4 separate regions of the Mus musculus genome follow, and all the other regions are linked to region 4. The links are chromatin contacts, called in public HiChIP or PLAC-seq and promoter capture Hi-C maps. All regions are on one chromosome and are shown on one strand. Each heading gives the region's core, a stretch centred on a gene start, on an enhancer-like site or on the middle of the called end of the contact. The rest is flanking DNA. Distances are from core to core; before and after follow the strand shown. Region 1 holds the start of Pax9 (paired box 9). Region 2 holds the start of Nkx2-9 (NK2 homeobox 9). Region 3 holds the start of Nkx2-1 (NK2 homeobox 1). Region 4 has its middle 14 kb from the start of Slc25a21.

Evidence for each region. Promoter capture Hi-C pulls out the DNA fragments that hold promoters and counts their contacts. HiChIP or PLAC-seq counts read pairs in DNA pulled down with a chosen protein or histone mark.
Region 1: an H3K4me3 HiChIP or PLAC-seq map of embryonic stem cells shows a contact between it and region 4, with 48 read pairs. The contact joins the promoter of Pax9 here to the enhancer-like site in region 4. A contact is called at or near these places in 11 of 39 promoter capture datasets (the 3T3-L1 cell line, cranial neural crest, embryonic stem cells and 5 more), 1 of 484 Hi-C or Micro-C datasets (embryonic stem cells), 14 of 115 datasets of contacts at active chromatin or transcription factors (craniofacial prominence, embryonic hindbrain, embryonic limb bud and 8 more) and 1 of 9 other capture datasets (liver).
Region 2: an H3K4me3 HiChIP or PLAC-seq map of forebrain shows a contact between it and region 4, with 4 times the contacts expected there. The contact joins the promoter of Nkx2-9 here to the enhancer-like site in region 4. A contact is called at or near these places in 5 of 39 promoter capture datasets (cranial neural crest, embryonic stem cells, frontonasal cranial neural crest and 2 more), 2 of 115 datasets of contacts at active chromatin or transcription factors (embryonic stem cells and forebrain) and 1 of 9 other capture datasets (embryonic stem cells).
Region 3: a contact with region 4 is called in a promoter capture Hi-C map of embryonic stem cells, with 12 read pairs. The contact joins the promoter of Nkx2-1 here to the enhancer-like site in region 4. A contact is called at or near these places in 12 of 39 promoter capture datasets (the 3T3-L1 cell line, 3T3-L1-derived adipocytes, cranial neural crest and 5 more), 2 of 484 Hi-C or Micro-C datasets (both in embryonic stem cells), 3 of 115 datasets of contacts at active chromatin or transcription factors (craniofacial prominence and embryonic stem cells) and 1 of 9 other capture datasets (embryonic stem cells).

The regions. Positions count from the first base shown.
Region 1 is chr12:56,692,162-56,696,843 of GRCm38.p6, reverse strand. Pax9 (paired box 9) reads right to left here and starts at 1,373. Exons shown (of 4, transcript NM_011041.3): 1 at 980-1,373; 2 at 1-270. The coding sequence starts at 983. Gm15524 (a long non-coding RNA gene) reads left to right here and starts at 2,077. Exons shown (of 3, transcript XR_003950120.1): 1 at 2,077-4,285.
Region 2 is chr12:56,611,107-56,615,817 of GRCm38.p6, reverse strand. Nkx2-9 (NK2 homeobox 9) reads left to right here and starts at 2,534. Exons shown (of 2, transcript NM_008701.2): 1 at 2,534-2,906; 2 at 3,539-4,425. The coding sequence starts at 2,759. The coding sequence ends at 4,098. All of the region lies in intron 3 of Gm26973 (a long non-coding RNA gene), which reads right to left.
Region 3 is chr12:56,534,174-56,538,733 of GRCm38.p6, reverse strand. It overlaps Nkx2-1 (NK2 homeobox 1), which reads left to right and starts at 1,826. Exons shown (of 3, transcript NM_009385.3): 1 at 1,826-2,425; 2 at 3,661-4,046. The coding sequence starts at 3,674. Gm26973 (a long non-coding RNA gene) reads right to left here and starts at 1,544. Exons shown (of 6, transcript XR_872771.2): 1 at 1,228-1,544.
Region 4 is chr12:57,208,997-57,213,587 of GRCm38.p6, reverse strand. No RefSeq gene overlaps it. Among named protein-coding and RNA genes, the nearest start is that of Slc25a21, 14 kb to the right of the region's middle. Within about 2 kb of position 1,862, at least 172 of the 459 cell types and tissues checked have an H3K27ac peak or open chromatin away from gene starts, as enhancers often do. A contact at or near this core is called in craniofacial prominence, embryonic limb bud, embryonic stem cells and 7 more, where this site is marked.

The sequences.
Region 1 (4,682 bases), core at 124-2,623, 520 kb after region 4:
GCTTGTAAGTCCGGATGTGTTTCACCACAGTAGGGGTGGTGACCCGGGGCTTGCTCCCCCCAATAGCTCCCGGCAAAATCGAACCGGTCTCGTTGTAGCGCGCCAGGATCTTGCTGACGCAGCCGTGCGAGACCCGTAGCTGGCGGCTGATGTCACAAGGTCGGATGCCCAGTTGGGCTAATTCCACGATGCGAAGCCGAATGGCGTTGGGCAGCGGCCTTCCGTTCACGAACACTCCTCCCAGCTGGTTCACCTCCCCGAAGGCTGGCTCTGCAAAAGGAGCACAGAGCGCGCCACAACGCGCACCAACTGCTTGGGACAGCCGCCTGCCACTCGGCCTCCAAGAGCGTCCAGGGGCAGGGTTATGACACCCTTCTATAAGGACTGGGGTTGCCCCGAAACCAGACTGTTCCGGCCTGAGCCAAACGTCTCAAAACAAGCTGCGGCCAGACCTCGCTCCTACTTTGCGATTCCCAACAACAAACAAGAAGAGAGACCCAGGGCAACTCCGGACACTTAAAACTCTCCGAAGCAGGCGGGGAAATCGGTTCTGAGGCTCCAGCGCGCCCCTCTTTGCCTGCCTGGTACCAAAACACTCGGCCCTTGCTCCCTTCCACCGCCTTACCCCTCCCTTCTGCGGGGTTAGACGCAGTCCAGAGAAAGCTGGGGGGGGGGTGTTTTTGTTCTGTTTTGCTTGCAAGTGTAAACACGTGTGCAACAAAACTTGGATTGACACTGGAGCTGCGAGATTCGCCAATGCCACGGCCCTCTTCCCTTAAATCGCAAAATGGCATCAATTGTCACCCAGTGGCTCTCACAGAACCCTTTCCGCCACTGACCCTTGGAGGGTGCTTACAGCTCGACGGACGCAGTCTGAGTCAATACAGCGCGGTGGCGCGCCTCAGCTCCCTCCCTCTAGCCCTCGCCTGCTCGCTCCCTCCCTCCTCGGATCTGACAACGTCCCCCATCAGCCACTCACCCATTGCTCTGAGCAGTACACCAACCCGGCCCCAGTTCCGCACTCCCAGAAAGAAACTTTTTTCTTGTTCTCACTGAGCCGGCCTGTCGCTGCTCCAAGCCGAGGGTGCCTTGGCTTCTTCCCGGGAGGAGGCGACAAGAGTGCCAAAGGAAAGAGTAAAAGGAAGTCTGTGCCGGGCTGAAAGAGGCTTGAGTTCTGCATTTCAATCTAAGCAGCAACGTGGGCTGGGCTGAGCAGGGCCGGGCGGCTCAGTCTATCACTCACTTGTGACACACCCCAAAAGAGGTGGGCCCGCGAGCAATCTGCGTTGTAATTGGTGCAGGCCGGTGAGTGACAGCTCAGTCCGGGAAACTCCTTCCGCCGTCTGTTTCTGGCTGGCTCCGCACCTGGGTGACTAAATACAATGAATAAGAGTGTTTGACGTCTTCCCAGGGGCGCCGCAAACAGAGTGCAAAATCAAGCTGATAAAAATGCTGAATAAGCGAACAGAAGCTTTGGTCTCGGTTTGAATAACTTTAAGTGGGTAGAGACCGAGGACACCTTTTGGGGAAGAGATGAATTTGTCAAATTAAAGTTGGAGGTTAGAGCTCTCAGAGAACAAGTGGCACGACCCTTAAGGGATGACTGAGAACTACCTGTCATGCTGACCTTTGGGGACTGTCAGAATCTTGTCCACAAATTCTATCTCCTTCCAGTTCACTCAGGATGGGGAGAAGTCGAGTGGAGGAGGCGCTTGAGGTGTAAGGACAAGAGACTCCTTCCCGTACCCCGCCCGAAGTGGTTAGTCCAGCAGTGAGGGGCTAAACCTCAGTCAAGCAGGATCCTAGCAGAGGCCAGGTGCAGTGAGGAAAAAAAAATTAAAAAACCAGACTAAAGAGGAGCACAGGACGTCCACGGGGAAGGAGGGTTGATCCCCGGAGCGCTGGTGGCAGTGGCCACGTCCATCCCATCCCACCCCCTTGCATCACTCACCCAGGGTCCTGGTTTCCGTGTGTAAGAATTTGCCAGGGTTCTCAACACCATAGAGCCACCTTGAAAGGTTTGATTTTAAATATGAAAGTCAGCCCCAAGGAGGTACCCGCTGACACTGCCTCTGAGCATCTGTATGTAATTCCCCGCGACTTCAGCTTAGCTACCACAGATGCTGTGTGGTTCTGCCTACCTGGGGATTTTTCACTTTCATTCACCCAAATCCGAAACGGATAGAAGAGTTTGGGACAGAGAAATGCATTTCTTTATGGAGACAAGGTTGTGACGTATGTGGACGAAATAAGGAAGAGAAGCATTGTGAATGGATTCGGGTATTTGTGTGACACCGGAAAGTGGATGATATTACTTCGTCTCCATCACAACAGCCCTCTCTTTAACACATATCCAGGATGTAGGTGATGCGCGCACTCTCCCGAAGGTTCTGCACACAAAGAAATCAGAGGAATCCCGATGTTCACCAGTAAATGACAAGAGCCCAGGACGTCTAGTAATCAGTCTTGGAGCTGACCATTGATCTCCAGGCATCTGCTTCTGTGGTGGGTGTGCACCCTGAATTCAAGTTACAATCAAGTTAAGGATTGAAAGATTACTTCAAATGTCTTTTATTGCAGTCAGGTATTTCCACAATGAGGCTTCACAAATAGAAATACTTGAACATAGCCCCCCCCCCCCTTTATTTGTTGGTTTCAGATGTTCAAAGTCATTTCAAGGCTCGACTTTGTGGTTTCATCCTTGTCTCCGCTCAATACTTGTATTGCGTAGTCAGGTGCTTTATAACAAGGAAAGCCAAGATTTCAGAAGCACCCCCAGCCCCATGCTATAGTATAAATTACTTGCAACTCAGAGACTGAGTGGAGATCAGAACTTCGCCTGAGACTTGCTCACAGAAGATACTGTGCTCTGCTCCGTGATGAGGAACCTTCATCCTCACGGGCAAGAAGTGTTCTCTGAGTGTGCTCTTTGCTCTACTTCCGTGCACCCACTGAGTATTTCACACCCTTCTGAACTGGTGTACAGAGATAGTGCCCCAGCCCGTGTGGACTAGCAAGATGTGGTGTCCTAATGAGAATCTAGCTACATCAACCCGGAGTGATCAAGAGACCTGTGTGTCTAGTTTGGGGTTTAGTACATAACATCTACTGCCGCCCCCTTTAGCTGTCGCACACCTCCCTTGCTCTTGCACAGGTCTACTGTTGGTCATCTATCGGTTTTTTTTTTTTCTTTCTATCTGTTGGACCTGGCTGTTGGTGATCTCCCTGGGCATGCGCGGACAGCATTTTACTGGGTCTCCTCAGTGTCCCTCAGGCTCTCCTACCAGAATATTCTTGGAGGCCCAGAATAAATCAACCTTGGGCACTTTGGGCCACTTTCAGCGCCCATGACCACCCGGTGCTTAGAGACCTTATAAACCGAAGATGCTGGAATAGAGGAGAGCCATGTCATCTCCAAGAAGGGGCCTGTGAGGAAACTCCCCTTCCCAAGCAAGGGCACACAGTGCCCTAGGGATCAAGTAGCCACAGATCCCAGGAGTCTTAGCAAAAACCAGGAGGGCGGAGATGTGTGAGGTGAGAGACAAGAAATGAAGGAGTGGGTAGAAGAGGGTAGGAGATGGAGAAGAGAGCCCTCCAGTGAGCCCTAGTGGACATAGAGATGCAGGACTTCAAGAAAGAGCAAGGGTCACTGAGGTCCAGGGCCCCTGGTTACTGAGATCTGGATCCAAGAGGTCATGGGGGAATCAGGAGAATTTTTACTGAAAGGAAAAATCTAAGACCAAAACCAAAACACAACCAGAAAGGCCTGCAGCTGGCTCGGGCCAGAAGGAAACCAAAAGCCTTTCTCTAAACTCCAAGGCCTCCTCTGGGGCGACCCCTTCTCTGGGTAAATATTTACTCAGTAGGAGACTGGAAGCTAGAGGACCAGAGGGTGTGAAGGAGGAGGTTACACCAGGATTCTACACACTTGGCACCGGGCAGCCCACTGTGGAAGCCAAGCCCAGAAATGCAGGGGCAGCTAGGCCCGCACAGTGCTGCGGAGTTTTATCTCCAGGGCTTCTCCTCCTCTGTTGAACTCAACCCTGCCTCCAACGACCCAGGCTCGATGCTTGTAAAGTCTTCATAAATCTGTCAGTGGTCCCAATGCCACGGGCCCGCCACTTGCAGTGCACCAAGTCCCTTTGGGCACGAGCGAGGTCTGAGGAGAGATGCGCAGGAAGTGGAATCTAGCTCTTCCCACGGCGGCTCACAGAGTATCCGGGCAGTCGCCGCCGCCATCGGAAGGCAGCACTCTAGGCTGTGTGTGAGCACTCACTTGATCTCGGTGAGTACTCAGCGTCTGTGTCCCTGGAGGTCGACTGCGACCGTGGAAGAGAAAGTAGGGGGAGGCGCGAGAATGGAAGGGTCTCTTTTTCTACTCGCGGTTGAGGTGAACACGGGAGTTAGAGCAGAGTATGTAGGCACCGAACTCTGCAACTTGTCCCCTGCTAGGAGCATACTGGGTCAAGCAAGGTCCAGGTCACTATGCCCTACCGAAGCTCCTTGGGAAGCAGCCAGTGTCCAGGACAGCTCCTGGACATGGATAAGAAAAAGAAAGAAGGAAAGAAAGAAAGAAAGAAAGAAAGAAAGAAAGAAAGAAAGAAAGAAAGAAAGAAAGAAAGAAAGAAAAGAAAGAAAGACACACAAAAACCAGTACTGTGAGTTCTTGCAGCTGTCTGGGG
Region 2 (4,711 bases), core at 1,285-3,784, 600 kb after region 4:
CTGGGAAAGAATGGATATAAAGTTCCAGAAAAGAACCCTAGGAAGAAGGCGAATATTCAAGGATGTGTTTGAGCAGGGAAATGACCGGGCTCTGTATGACCAAGAAGTGTGACCTTTCCCAGGACAAATACATGCACACAAGGCCGGGGCTGGAGAATGTGAAGCGGGAACTGATATTTAGAACACACCCCAAATCCATGTTCTCTCTCAGAACACAGCTGCTACAAAGGGGATGCAGAGCTTGGGAGCCAAAAGCAAATATTTGATGCTGAAGAGCTCTTAAGAGCTGAAGAGCGTCATTTGCTTATTTCTACACATCAGTGTGGTTTTAGAATGTTAAATAGATTAAAAGGCTAAGAGAGGTCAATCATCCCAAGGAAGACTTGTACATTGCCTATCCTGCTTCTTCCTAAAATTGTTAAATGCGGGGCCACAGTCATCTGGAGAGTCCTTCACAAACTGAAAAGTTAACACATAGACTCCTGGAATGTCCTGCAAGGTGGATCAGAGTCTACAGACGATGAATCCCAGCATAGATAGGTCAGAGAAAATCGAGAGGGAATGAAAGTCAGAAACTAATAGTCTGAGAAATTACCAAATCTATTCGTCTTGGGAGAAAGCAGGAGCGGGGGGGGGGGGGGGAGGTAGATCGGAGAGAGAGAATCTCAAGATTGTCCATTTTGCCAGAGGCAGAGGATGCACAGGTTTCCAGGCCGGAGCGGCTTCACCTGGCACAGCTTCCAAGTTCACAGAGTCTGGGAATCTACGCTTAGGCTTCTCTAAAACTCTACCACCTCCCGCCAAACCTCTGGCTCCCGCAGGAGTTTTTTCTGCATAGAGGTCAGCACAGTCATTTCAATTTAATCTCATTTAAAAAGACATAACTAATAAATCTATTGCCAGGACCACAGAAAGACAGCCAGCAGAGTCGATCGATCTCCCAATCCCATTGAATCCCATTGAAAACCATGACAACACCGGACAAGCTCCGATTTATCCCAGGGAGCTAAAGCGCATTGTGAGCAGACATCAATCACGCATTATTCCGGACTGAACAAATGCAAAATCTTTGCTGGAACAAATGCTTCCAACAGGTCCGGGCGTCCCAGCTCCATTTCCCCTTTGTTTGTGGCCTAGCAGTTGGCCTGTAGTGGGCTAGCCTCCGCCCGACCACCCAGCGCGCGGTACCACCGGCCACTTTAGGCACGCTTGGTAGGACTGCAGCTGGGGGTGGACGCAGGCTGGGTGAGGCGGGAGGGGGGGTGAGGGTGGGGGCGCCACGCCCTTGTCAGGTTCGAATTCAGCCTCAGCAAAGCCCGGTTTTCAGATGCGGCTACCCAAATGTAGCTCTCATCCCTGAAATTTAGAAACCAGGTACCCAAATAACTAGCTGGATAGAAAAAGGCTTCTGAGACCGCACTCTAGCGCTAGACTGGAGCCAGAGGAAGACTAGAAAGGCCAACAGAATGTGCCTGCTGCTGCCGGATTCTGCCCTCTCCTACCTCCTTCACCCGCCTTCCACGTGGATCATTTTATCTGTGTTCCCTTGGTGACTAGAGGATCTGGGAGACATCTCCTGCCAGGCACATTTCTTTTGGGCAGGCCTGTTGCTAATTCTGCCTATCCGCCCATTCTATGTCAGACGGGGCAGCTGTGGTGTGGTCTGCTACACTGTGAGCAGTGAGTAATGCAGACCGCTCACTGTCCCTTCCTATGCTGCTAACTGGCACCGACTTGGGAGATGAAGGGCAGGGACGAAGCCCTAGTGACAATACCAAGGAAGCTTTGGTAGGCCACCCTAAAATCTGCTACCTCCCTTGGGTCCTCGAATGGAGGAGCTCAGCCAGAGTCCCAGACTCAGGGTCCATAGATGCCAGACCAGGATGGACATTTCGGGACCTGGATGTTGGCTGTTTTGTTGGCCTGAGGAGACAGACACAGGTCCCAAGCTCTCCCACAGGCTTCCAGACCTTTCAGACTGTGTGTGGTGAGTGTGTGTGTGTGTGTGTGTGTGTGTGTGTGTGTGTGTATGTAGGCTCCTGCAAAATCTGTGCCCTAGACATCTGGAAAGACCAGGCCATCCTCTGATATCTAAGGAATGCTACCAAAAAAAAAAAAAAAGTGCGCCAGTTTAACGTAGTTATAAATCACTTTCCAAATAATTATGAGAAACTACCATTCCAGCAGGGAAGCTCCGGGGAAAAACAAACAAGGAATAATAAAGTCGCTCCACCCTCCCCAGCTCTACCACCCAGCCCAGGCCCCACGTCAGCCTGAGAGGAGAAGGAAGCTGGGGCTCAGTTGGGAGGACCATGGTCACTGTTCGCCACCCAAGATGTTATTCACTGGTAACAATCCCCATTATCTGTCCCCACTTTGGTCTAATCAGACAATCGCTAATACCAGGCCAGCTTCCTGCGACCTCTGGGAGGTAGTCTTGCAGAGGGGGCGGGTGCCGGGCGGGGCGGAGCGGGAGGCGGGGGAAGGGGGGGCGGAGATGGCACCTTCCGGACTTGCCCCGGCTTCGCTCCAGCACTCATTCAGGTACTTAAAACCCTGGACACCCCGACTGCGGTTTTCAAAGCCCTCCGAGTAGCAAGGGCTGTTAATATAAATAGGGATTCCTCCCGCAAAGGTGCTGGCGTCTCAAGGCCAGCGCATGGCGAGCGCCTCGCACTTCCATCCTTAGGAGCGGCGTCCCCAGCTGTCCCTGGGTCCCTAGCCTACCCTGCCCCCCACCTTCTTCCCCTCCTCGGCCATGGCCACCTCTGGACGCCTCGGCTTCACGGTGCGCAGCCTCCTGAATTTACCTGAACAGGATGCGAAGCCTAGGGTGAGGCGCGAGCAACAGACGTGCGTTCCACAGACTGCTGCCTGGCTGGAGTCGGAGTGCAGCCACTACCTGTGTGAGTGAGCCAGGACTGCGGCCGGGGGTGGGGAGTGCGGAGGAGGGACCCAGCCAAGCCTCTGGGGTCAGGGATGGAGAGTGGAGATTCCCAACCCAGAATCAGGTTCCTTCGACCCTAGAGCAAGCGCGAAGCTCTGTGGTCCTCAAACAGACAGGTGGTGCGTCTGAGTCCACACATCCTGAGAGTAGATCTTGGTCCTGGACTGCTGAGGAAGGTAGTGGTTTTGGTGTCTGGCGATCCGAAAAGACCGGGATATTTAAAGATTTGAAACCTTCCTTTTGTGTCCCAGGGCTTTGCAAACTTCAAATCAGAGGTGGCCGGTATGGGTGACTCAGCTTGTGGGAAACTAGTCTGCCAGCTCAGTTACTGTTGCGATTCCTTTAAGAGGACCCCAGGGTGGGTTTCTCTGGGGCATCATCTCAGGTCTGCCGATTACTCTTGTAGTATGGTTGAGGTAAGAGTAGGGAACGTGGGTACCCAGAAGTGAATACAGCAAAGCAAATGGGTCGCAAAGCCCGGAGCAAGAGAATTGGGACTCCAGGTGGAGACGAGGGTGGGAGACAGGTCCCAGACACCCGTAGAGGCTGGCCTCTCACCAGGCGACGTCTGCTTTGCTTTGTGGTTCCCAGCCTCGGACGAGAGCGGCCTGGAGACAAGCCCTGCAGACTCGTCGCAGCTGGCTTCGCTCAGGCGGGAGTCCCCCGGCTCCGACCCGGAGAAGAGGAGGAAGCGGCGGGTGCTGTTCTCCAAGGCCCAGACCTTGGAGTTGGAGCGGCGCTTTCGGCAGCAGCGCTACCTGTCGGCGCCGGAGCGGGAACAGCTGGCTCGACTCCTGCGCCTCACGCCCACGCAGGTCAAGATCTGGTTCCAGAACCACCGCTACAAGCTGAAGCGAGGGCGAGCGCCTGGGATCACAGAGCCTTCGGATATGGCAGCATCATCTGATCTGCACGCCGCTCCCGGCCTGCTGCGCCGCGTAGTGGTACCCGTGCTGGTTCACGACCGGCCACCGAGCAACAACGGCAGAGGTGAGGGGACCTCTGCGGTGCCCCAGGACAAGTGCAGCGCACGCCTGGCCACTGCGTGTCCGGTGCCAGGCTACACCGCCTTCGGACCGGGCTCGGCGCTTGGCCTCTTCCCAGCCTACCAGCACTTAGCACCACCAGCTCTGGTCTCCTGGAACTGGTGAGGCTGCTGCGGAGTGCCTAAAGCCACCCTAGACTTGGGACATTGCTGTTTGGTCCGCCGCAGTAGAGCTACAGCCACACCAAAGTCAGGAGGTGACCCTTGCAGGAGCCCTTCTTGAGTCCTGGGTCCCTGGATTGCCCTAACCGGCAAACACACACACACACACACACACACACACACACACACACACACACACACACACAAGGGACTGTCTCCAAGACTCGGAATGGTTGCCCGGGCGCCAGTCCCAGAGCAAGATTTTATTTCTTGAGCATTATTTGTATATTTTAAAATAGCGACTTGTATGAAGCAACTTATTTTTAAAAAAGAAATAGAGTGTTTTCCCCTTGACTTGTTGCGCTAGATTATACTGTGGAGGGTTGGGTCGCTGGCGCTCCTACCACTAAAGGGATGGAAACTGGTTTCCCTTGGCTGGAGGTGGAAAGACCATTTACACTGAGACCCATCCCCGGTTTATACTGTAGGTCAGAATAAAGTCCCAACAAGACTTTGGGAGGAAAGGGAGTAGGAGAGGCAACGGAGGCGATCTGGGTAGCTCTGCAGAGTGAAGCTGGAGATTCTTTAGTCTCTGGCTCCAAGACTGAAAGCTTATC
Region 3 (4,560 bases), core at 577-3,076, 670 kb after region 4:
CAGTCTACTGACAGCGCAGGAGGCACCAGCCATGAGGGGTGGACTAGGTTTTTAAGAATTAATCCACAGCTACAAGAGGGGAAAAAAATATCTCTGGTTTAACCCGAGTGGGTCCTGTTCAAGATGAGTCAGAGAGGCAGCATGCTCTCTAGTCAGAAAGACTAACCTGGTGAGAATTCTCAAGATCTTTGCATGGATGAGTTCAGAGATAAATAGGTGGCTCCCCACCCACCCACCCAACACCCCCCCCAGGCCCCCAAAGGCTCTTGAGAATTCTGGCTTACTCTTGTGGATGTCAGTGCTCATGGGAAATAATCCAGAATGGTGGATGTTTATGAAGGGGCAGAAGTATGGGAAGTTCATTTGGTTCAAGTCACAGAGTGCAACAGAGCCCCTCACCCCCAGTTCTAGATGGGAGCTGTTGGCATTGGTGCCAGCAGGAGAAGTTTGAAGCTCAGTCCAGTTCCCCTCCCCTTCAGGGTAAAGCATGGGGGTTGCCAGGCATCACTCCCCTCGAACTCTGACTGAAGCTCAGCCCCTCACCTAGTGCTGTGCGGCTGGGGATGGGGGCCCCTAGTTACAGTAGGGCTAAGATGCAGCTTGTGTACATTCTCCCAAACTGGCCACCTGCTGGTGTTTTTGAAGGTCCGGGCTGCACGGCTCAGAGACTGTAGAAGATTGAACAAACCTTTCACTCCAGACTAACAGGCCCCCCGAAGAAGCAATGGATTTGATATTAACCACAGACACAGAAATATCGACCTTGTTAGTGAGCTTAATTTTCTTCCCTCAAAGCTTTGGGCGTGTTTTGATGTGCCTGATTTTGCTTAAATCTCACCAAAAAACCTTCTGAAGAATTACCTCCTTCTGTAAGTGGCACTAAAACCGGGAGAGACAAATGACACTCTACCCTTGGTGTTCCTATGACCACCAACAATTATAAAATAACGGGGTTAAATGGAGACGGAGGACCAGGGACTTCCTAAGACGATCCCGTTCCCAATGCTAGCAGATCTGGGTCGCGCCTTCAGACTAGGTCTGCATTATGCTTTGCCTGCCCTTTCTGCCGTTCACTTGATCTAGCGTGGCTTCCCCTCCCTGCACTCTCGACACTGTAGACCAAAGTGCTGTAGCTCATCTTGAGAGCGCCCCCCAGAGAAGTCCCTGGGAAAGGAGAGCGCAGAGCTCTGCTTTCCACTTGTCCTTAGCTACAGAGACACAACGCACCTGGCCGCTTAAAGTCGGGGTTCCCTGCTTCAAAGCCACCTCGGGGGCGGTTCGAAAATGCGGGCCCAGATGGGAGGCCCGCTGATGCCCAGAGCCTTCCTTCCCTTCACGATGGAGGTAGGTGGTGAGGAAAGCTAATGTTAGTTTAGTCGTCGGCTTTGTGTTGAGGGAGTAGAGAGCACTCTTCAAGGAGAGATCTTAAAAAGCAAATAAAACAACTTTCCATACTATAATTGCTATTAATGGAAAGGAGCCTACCCTGCTGAATTAAGTAGTTCAAAACTGCTTGTTCATTATCGGGAGCTCCCTCACTACAAGGAGGGGAAAGAAAATGTGAAAACAAAAACCAAAATCAAGAAGCCTCCTTGACTGGCCGCCGAAGTGTCTAGGAGGCACCTGCCGGGCCAGGAAGCACTCCGCCCTCCCAGCCTCTAGCGCTCCAAGAAAGCTCGAACAGCAGACAAGCAAAGCCAAAACAAAAACAAACAATAACGAAAACGCTTAAATTCCAAGGAGAAAAAAAAAAAAACGGAGGTGGTCTCCAAATCTGTGCCATGCAGGGCTTGGCTGGGTAACCCACTTAGCTGCTGATCCTGACCTGGTAACAGCAATGAGGCTGACGCCCCCGGGCCCGCTAGGGAGCACAGCCCACAGCTCCCCCTTGCCAGGCGCCCAAGGACCCTCAAGGCGCGGGGCTCACACTTGAAGCCTGGGAACGCTCAGACAGGAAACCCACTTCCTCCTAAGCAGTTTCTTCCTAGCCGGATGAGAGGCGCCCAATTGAAGCAGAATGATCCTCATCTACTAATATCCAGCGTGGCCACAAAGCGACCGGCCATTTACGCCGCCACTTTAGACAAAGATATTTGGTTATTCCCGGGGAAGCAAGTGCACTTTTGCATGGCTGAGCTCCGGGAGGAGGCGAGCCTCAGCCCAGCCTCCCGCCCGCTGGGCTGCGGGCGTCGAGATATTCGCCTCCTCCCGGACAACGAGTTCCACCCGGGTTCAGACTCAGTTCCACTCTGCAACGGATCTGCGGGCGCTCACGCGGCTCCCCGCCCGGGCTTTCACTGAAGCATCGGAAGGGAAAACTGCGGGGATCTGAGCTGGGGTGCTGGGACTGGGATGTCCTCGGAAAGACAGCATCAGCTTCTGAAGCCGAAGTATCCAGGCCATGGGCAAGGGTCAGGGGCACCAGGTTTGTTCGAGATGGGGCAACTTCCGTGGTGGACTCTCCTGTTAATCCCCCGCACCCTTAGCCTCGTAGCTCAGAGGGCCAGCGGTGTACTTGCCTGGGCCGGCAAAAGGGGTGGAGAAAGGGAGCGGCGGGGTGGGGTGGGCTGGGGGGGCTGGTCCGCTAGGGAGCCAGGAGCTTGGTGGGGGGTGGCGCGGGGATCGGTGACAGCCTCCCGGAGGCAGTCGTTCCCTTACTCAGCTCCCCCTCCGCCCGCTGGGATTCTCTCGGGTAAGGGGAAAGGGGGCGGGGAGCAGAGGTGTCCCTCTGACGGCGGCGGCAGAAGAAGCAGACAGACTGACAGACACATAGACCAACAGTGCAGCCCCAGGGTTCATCCCCAGACTCGCACACTCTTTTGGTGGTGACTGGGGCTCAGCGCAGCGAAGCCCGATGTGGTCCGGAGGCGGTGGGAAGGCGCGGGGCTGGGAGGCCGCAGCGGGAGGGAGGAGCAGCCCCGGCAGGCTCAGGTGAAATCCCGCTCCCTGCTCCTCAGCCCCCTTCTCCCCCAAAGGCCAGCCCCTGACCTCGGAACCCCGACCAAATTGGACCGCGGTTCCACTTTGTAACTCCCCAAGTTGGTTGCAAAGCAGTATTCACCTTCCGTTCTCCTTTCCATCCCTCCCCTTAGGTTATTCTCTACCCCACCTCTGGCCCTCCCGCTCTCGGTTCCCTCCTCCTTCCCCCCCCCCCGCCTTTTCCTCGCGCGCCACAGGCACCCCACAAAAATGGGGGTGGGGGTGTCCAAGGGAGGGGGAAAGTAATGCTTTGGTTCTCTCTCTCTCTCTCTCTCTCTCTCTCTCTCTCTCTCTCTCTCTCTCTCCCTCTCTCCTTCTTTCTCTCTTTGAGACCTAAAAATCTTGACAAGTGAAGCTTAAAGGTGTTTACCTTGTCATCAGCATGTAAGCTAATTATCTCGGGCAAGATGTAGGCTTCTATTGTCTTGTTGCTTTAGCGCTTATGCCCCGCCTCTGGTGGCTGCCTAAAACCTGGCGCCGGGCTAAAACAAACGCGAGGCAGCCCCCGAGCCTCCACTCAAGCCAATTAAGGCGGACTCGGTCCACTCCGTTACGTGTACATCCAACAAGATCGGCGTTAAGGTAACACCAGAATATTTGGCAAAGGGAGAAAAAAAAAGTAGCGAGGCTTCGCCTTCCCCCTCTCCCTTTTTTTTTTCCTCCTCTTCCTTCCTCCTCCAGCCGACGCCGAATCATGTCGATGAGTCCAAAGCACACGACTCCGTTCTCAGTGTCTGACATCTTGAGTCCCCTGGAGGAAAGCTACAAGAAAGTGGGCATGGAGGGCGGCGGCCTCGGGGCTCCGCTCGCAGCGTACAGACAGGGCCAGGCGGCCCCACCGGCCGCGGCCATGCAGCAGCACGCCGTGGGGCACCACGGCGCCGTCACCGCCGCCTACCACATGACGGCGGCGGGGGTGCCCCAGCTCTCGCACTCCGCCGTGGGGGGCTACTGCAACGGCAACCTGGGCAACATGAGCGAGCTGCCGCCTTACCAGGACACCATGCGGAACAGCGCTTCGGGCCCCGGATGGTACGGCGCCAACCCAGACCCGCGCTTCCCCGCCAGTAAGTGAGGCCGCCCCGCCGCGGGGCCGCGGGCTAAGCACCGGAGGCGCGGTCGGCGCGGCCGGCGAGGTGCGGCGCCCGCCGGTGGCGCTGGGCATCGGGGTGGGCAGCCGAACAGCCTTGTGTAGGAGTGGGGTGAGGGCACTGGACTTTCTTCCCCCCGCTGGGCAAGGGTTTCAAAGGAGGTACTTAGAAGAGCTGGGGTCCTGCGGACAGGTGCTAGCACCCGACCACCGCAGGCACCAAGGACAGACTTGATGCTCAAGACTTCAGGGAGCTAAGGAAGGCCCACCCGGGACTCGGCTAGGGAGGCTAGGAACTCGGGCCAGAGGAGTTAGGGACCAGGAGGGGCGAGTAGAGAGAGCCGCCCTGCTGGGATGCATCCCGGTCGGGCTGCCTCGATTTCTAAAAGTCTCCCTCTGGGTGGCTTGGGAGGGCGCACAGCTCTGGAGGAGGCTCTACGTGGGTCGGGCGGGTGGCTGTCCTCACCTAGAGCCCGCAAGAGAGAAAGCCA
Region 4 (4,591 bases), core at 613-3,112:
TTGTGGAGCCACCATCTTTATCTAGCTTCCAAGTATTTCCTCCAACCCTCTGCAGGTTCTCAGAATCAAATGAGTCACTTGTTTCAAACCATAATCAAACAGCAAATTAAATCATTAGTTGGAAATGAGGGACCCCATGTACACATACCTAAGATAAAAATTGTTACAGAAATTCCCTGAAGTGTTCTTTTATTTATAAGCTTGTAACAACATTTCCAGAACACTTTCCATTCTGAAGTTTCCCACAGGAGTCAAGGACAGCTGGCCTAATGCACACAATAGCTTGCAGAGTAAGCTGTCTCTGTAGCGGAACTGTTTCAGAACAAATACTATGAACTTCTCTCTTTTGCCTCTACAGATTTCTTCTTACCTCAGACTCGCTGGACTGACTCTTAGACCCCTGTGGTCTGTGTGTTCTGTATTATAATTCTCTCGTTTAATCCCAAATAATTTCATTGCCTTTAGAAATGCTCTGCTATCATTCAGGCAGGTAGACCAAAAAAGAAATAAGGTACCCATTAAGTGGTCATCTTTTTCTTCTCTTTGTTAGCATTTTGTCTAAGCGCTGCCTGACTCACTATAAAAGGGACTGCTTGCCCCCTCCTCTCTGTCTCTCTTGCTCTTGCCTTCTTGCTCCCTCCCCCTCCCCTCCCATTAACCTCCCCCCCCTCTCCACGTGCTCATGGTCAGCCTCTTCTTTCTCTTCTCTTCTCTTCTCTTCTCTTCTCTTCTCTTCTCTTCTCTTCTCTTCTCTTCTCCTTCTCCTTCTCCTTCTCCTTTCCCCCACCCCTGCCTCTACTACCCTCTTGACTCCCCCCTCCCCCCATGCCCTGAATAAACTCTATTCTACACTATACTGTTGTGTGTGTGGTCCCTCAGGGAGAAGGATGCCTCAGCATGGGCCTACCGAGGGACCCCCTTCCCCTACACCTGACTACACCTCCATAGAACATATCCCCCCCAGCCAGGCGGTGGAGGGGCACGCCTTTAATCCCAGCACTTGGGAGGCAGAGGCAGGCGGATTTCTGAGTTTGAGGCCAGCCTGGTCTACAGAGTGAGTTCCAGGACAGCCAGGGCTATACAGAGAAATCCTGTCTCGAAAATCAAAAAAACAAACAACAAAACAAAACAAAACAAAACAAAACAAAACAAAACAAAAGAACATACCCCCCCCCGCTTTAATCTTTTTATTTTATTTTATTTTATTTTATTTTATTTTATTTTATTTTATTATGAACACATCATATGATGCGAATCTCTGCAGGTTTGCATCCCTCCTGCTATCACAGGACCCTGCCCCTTGCGTTCTGCCACGTTGCTTTCCCATGCTGACCATCTGGTGCCCCTATACTTGAACTCTCTCTTGAGTGGGACTCCTGCGCTCTGCCCGCCAAGGCTGGCACCACCCCTGCCTGGCTGCTTGGCTCGCAGCCGCGGGAAAAACAGTTTTGGCCCTGCCTGCCCTATTTGCCCCTGTTGCTGTCGCCACTGCCTTCTTTGACCACTATTGTAGCTGCTTTTGGATGTCTTTGTTGCCTGGCTGCCTGCCTCAGCTGCGAGAAAAACGGTTTTCGCCCTGTCCAAGAAGCCACACGCCTGTACTTGTTCACACTCGCCCACAAGGGCGTGTGAGTTCTCTCTCTCTCTCCTCTCTCTCCGTCTCTCTTCTCTCCTCTCTCTTGGGAAGTGAGCGGCTAGTCCTGCCATTGGCCACAAGAATACCCTGGCCACAAGAATAGTGCACAAGTTACTAGGATATGGGATGCTACTTCAGGCGCTCCCCGCTCCCCGACCCCAAGCACTGGGTCGCTGCTTCCTGCCTTTGGAGGAAGTCCCACCCTGCTCGGTCTAAGTAAACACACTGCACAACTGCCCGCTGCTGCTGTCAACACCGCTGTCTCGAAATGAAGGCAGAGACAGCCAGTCTCTCTTGAATGCCATCTGACCTATTTTGCCTCCTAGCGATCTGTGCTTTTCAGACTGTGCAGGTGTCCCATGCCACCAGCCAGCCAGGGTATTCGAGCCTGGTGCCTCAACAGCACATACTCGCGCACCTGTCTCCACGGTCCAGCCTGCTCTCTTTACAATCCAGTTCATCAAGGATACATGCCTGTGCCCGCAGCCTCTTCTCACAGCCTGCCCACTGACTTTGTGTCACAGGCCTGGACCCACTGGGACAAGCTCACTTTCTGTCACCATGATCTTATGCCACTGCTGTCAGCTCTCTGGTCCACACCAACTCTAAGTCAAGTGTTTCTCTACTACTACAAAGCCAAATATTTCTCTGCTAATGCAAAATGTGTTTTTCTTTACTTACACCACATGTCAAAGTTACTTAAGATTTTCGTTCCTATCCTGTCTTGATAAATAATGATTTTTGCTACTGCCATTAAATTATGGTGTGCTCTATTCAGATATGACCAATTGATATAGCTCTCAATCTTGTCAGAAGTCTGCTAATTATTAATATACTTAAGTTTATGACAGACAGAATCTCCCAAGACCTAACAACTTACCCCCAAGGTCTCAGAGGATATGGACACAACTACAAGAGGCTGCCTGGGTTGTGGTATGATAACCAATCAGAAACACAGTGGACAAAACTGGATACCCTGAGTCAAATGACATATATGGTCTAAATCAAGGTAAGCCATTTCTCACACTTGTCCATTCCACGGGAAAAAGAAAAAAGCCCTCCATCTTCTGGGCTTGAAAGCCAGACTGACTACGCCCACATTGCCATCGAGACCATAGAGACCATAGAGACCATAGGGAACTGTTAGGACTATAGGTACACTCTGCCACTTTTTAAATAATATATGACTGCTAGATTATAACTTATTCTTCCTCAGATTTATGACTCCATTGACAGCTAAGGTAACTGTAGCTGGACAGATAGAAAACAGACCTAACTCTTCACCTAAACTCAGTTTCTAGGGACTAGTTCAGCTGTAAGCTTTCACAGATGTAATCTGTTATTTCTTACACAAACTCAGTTTCCATCAACTAAATGCTTCATATTTCCTATTTTTTGCTATGTCACTGTCCTAACATTATTCGAGTTCTTATAAATTTGCCTAACTCTAACAAAACATTCCACTATATGATCCAACGATATAATCACAAATTCTTTTTCTTTCTGTTCCACAAAAGGCTCATCTTAAAGAATGTGCATGTTGGGGCTGGTGAGATGGCTTAGTGGTTAAGAGCGCTCTTCCGAAGGTCCCCAGTTCAAATCCCAGCAACCACATGGTGGCTCACAACCATCCCTAACGAAATCTGATGCCCTCTTCTGGAGTGTCTGAGGACAGCTACAGTGTACTTACATATAATAAATAAAATAAATCTAAAAAAAAAAGAATGTGCATGTTATTCAGTCATGTTGTTATCTCTTTTATAAACTTATAAGCTACAGGAAACCCACTCAGACCTACCTCTCATGGACCAAATAGACTCCATCCAGATAAGTATATCTGCTAATCAATAGCCTACAGTTCCCTTACTACCTATTTCAGAGGATGGGACTCCTCTGGGTTTCAAATGTACATCTAAGAAAAAAATTCTTCCTCCTAAATGCACTTAGTCTTATTCTCTACCTATGATATATGTATGTGCGTATCAGCATCTTGTGAAGTCCAGCACTTACTACATCAAAGACAGCTCCAGAGAAGTGACCTACAGATGCTCCAACCTTCCCTCACAGACATAGATGCTTCTAGTGGACTTCTTCCTTCTGATCTATCCACAGACGGTTCCATAGACCCTGGGCAGTAAAGGAAACAGCCAACTCTTCTAAGGCTGGACCAACATCCCCATACCCATTTCCTTAGGTTTCCTGGAGACATGTCACCCCAAAGCCAGCAGGAATTAGTTGAAGATTACAACAACCCTAGTCCTGCTCCACCATCACTTCCTCCTATTTTTTTCCTTTTTAATTAAACCAAAATGGGGGACTGTTAGCATTTTGTTTAAGCTCTGCCCCACAGTTACCAGGCAACAGCTGGGTGTGTCTGACTCATTATTAAAGGGGCTGCTTGTTCCCTCCTCTCTTTCTTTTTTTTGTTTTTTGTTTTTTTTTTTTTGTTTTTGTTTTTGTTTTTGTTTTTTTTGAGACAGGGTTTCTCTGTATAGCTCTGGCTGTCCTGGAACTCACTTTGTAGAGCAGGCTGGCCTCGAACTCAGAAATCCGCCTGCCTCTGCCTCCTGAGTGCTGGGATTAAAGGCGTGCATCACCACGTCCGGTGCCCCTCCTCTCTTTCTTGCTTTCTCTTGTTCTTCCCTTCTTGCTTCCACTTCTCTCCCCATTCTCCTCCCCTCTCTCTTTCCACGTGCTCGCACCTCTCTCTCTCTCTCTCTCCCCCCCCCTCTCTCTCTCTCCCTCTCTCTCTCTCTCTCTCTCTCTCTCTCTGTGTGTGTGTGTGTGTGTGTGTGTGTGTGTGTGACTTCTCTCTTGACTCCCCTCCCCATGCCCTGAATAAACTCTATTCTATACTATACTATTGTGTGGCTGGTCCCTCGGGGGAAAGGATGCCTCAGCATCCCTTCCCCCTTTCTATGTCTTTTTCTAAACACATCACTCTTCACTCCCACA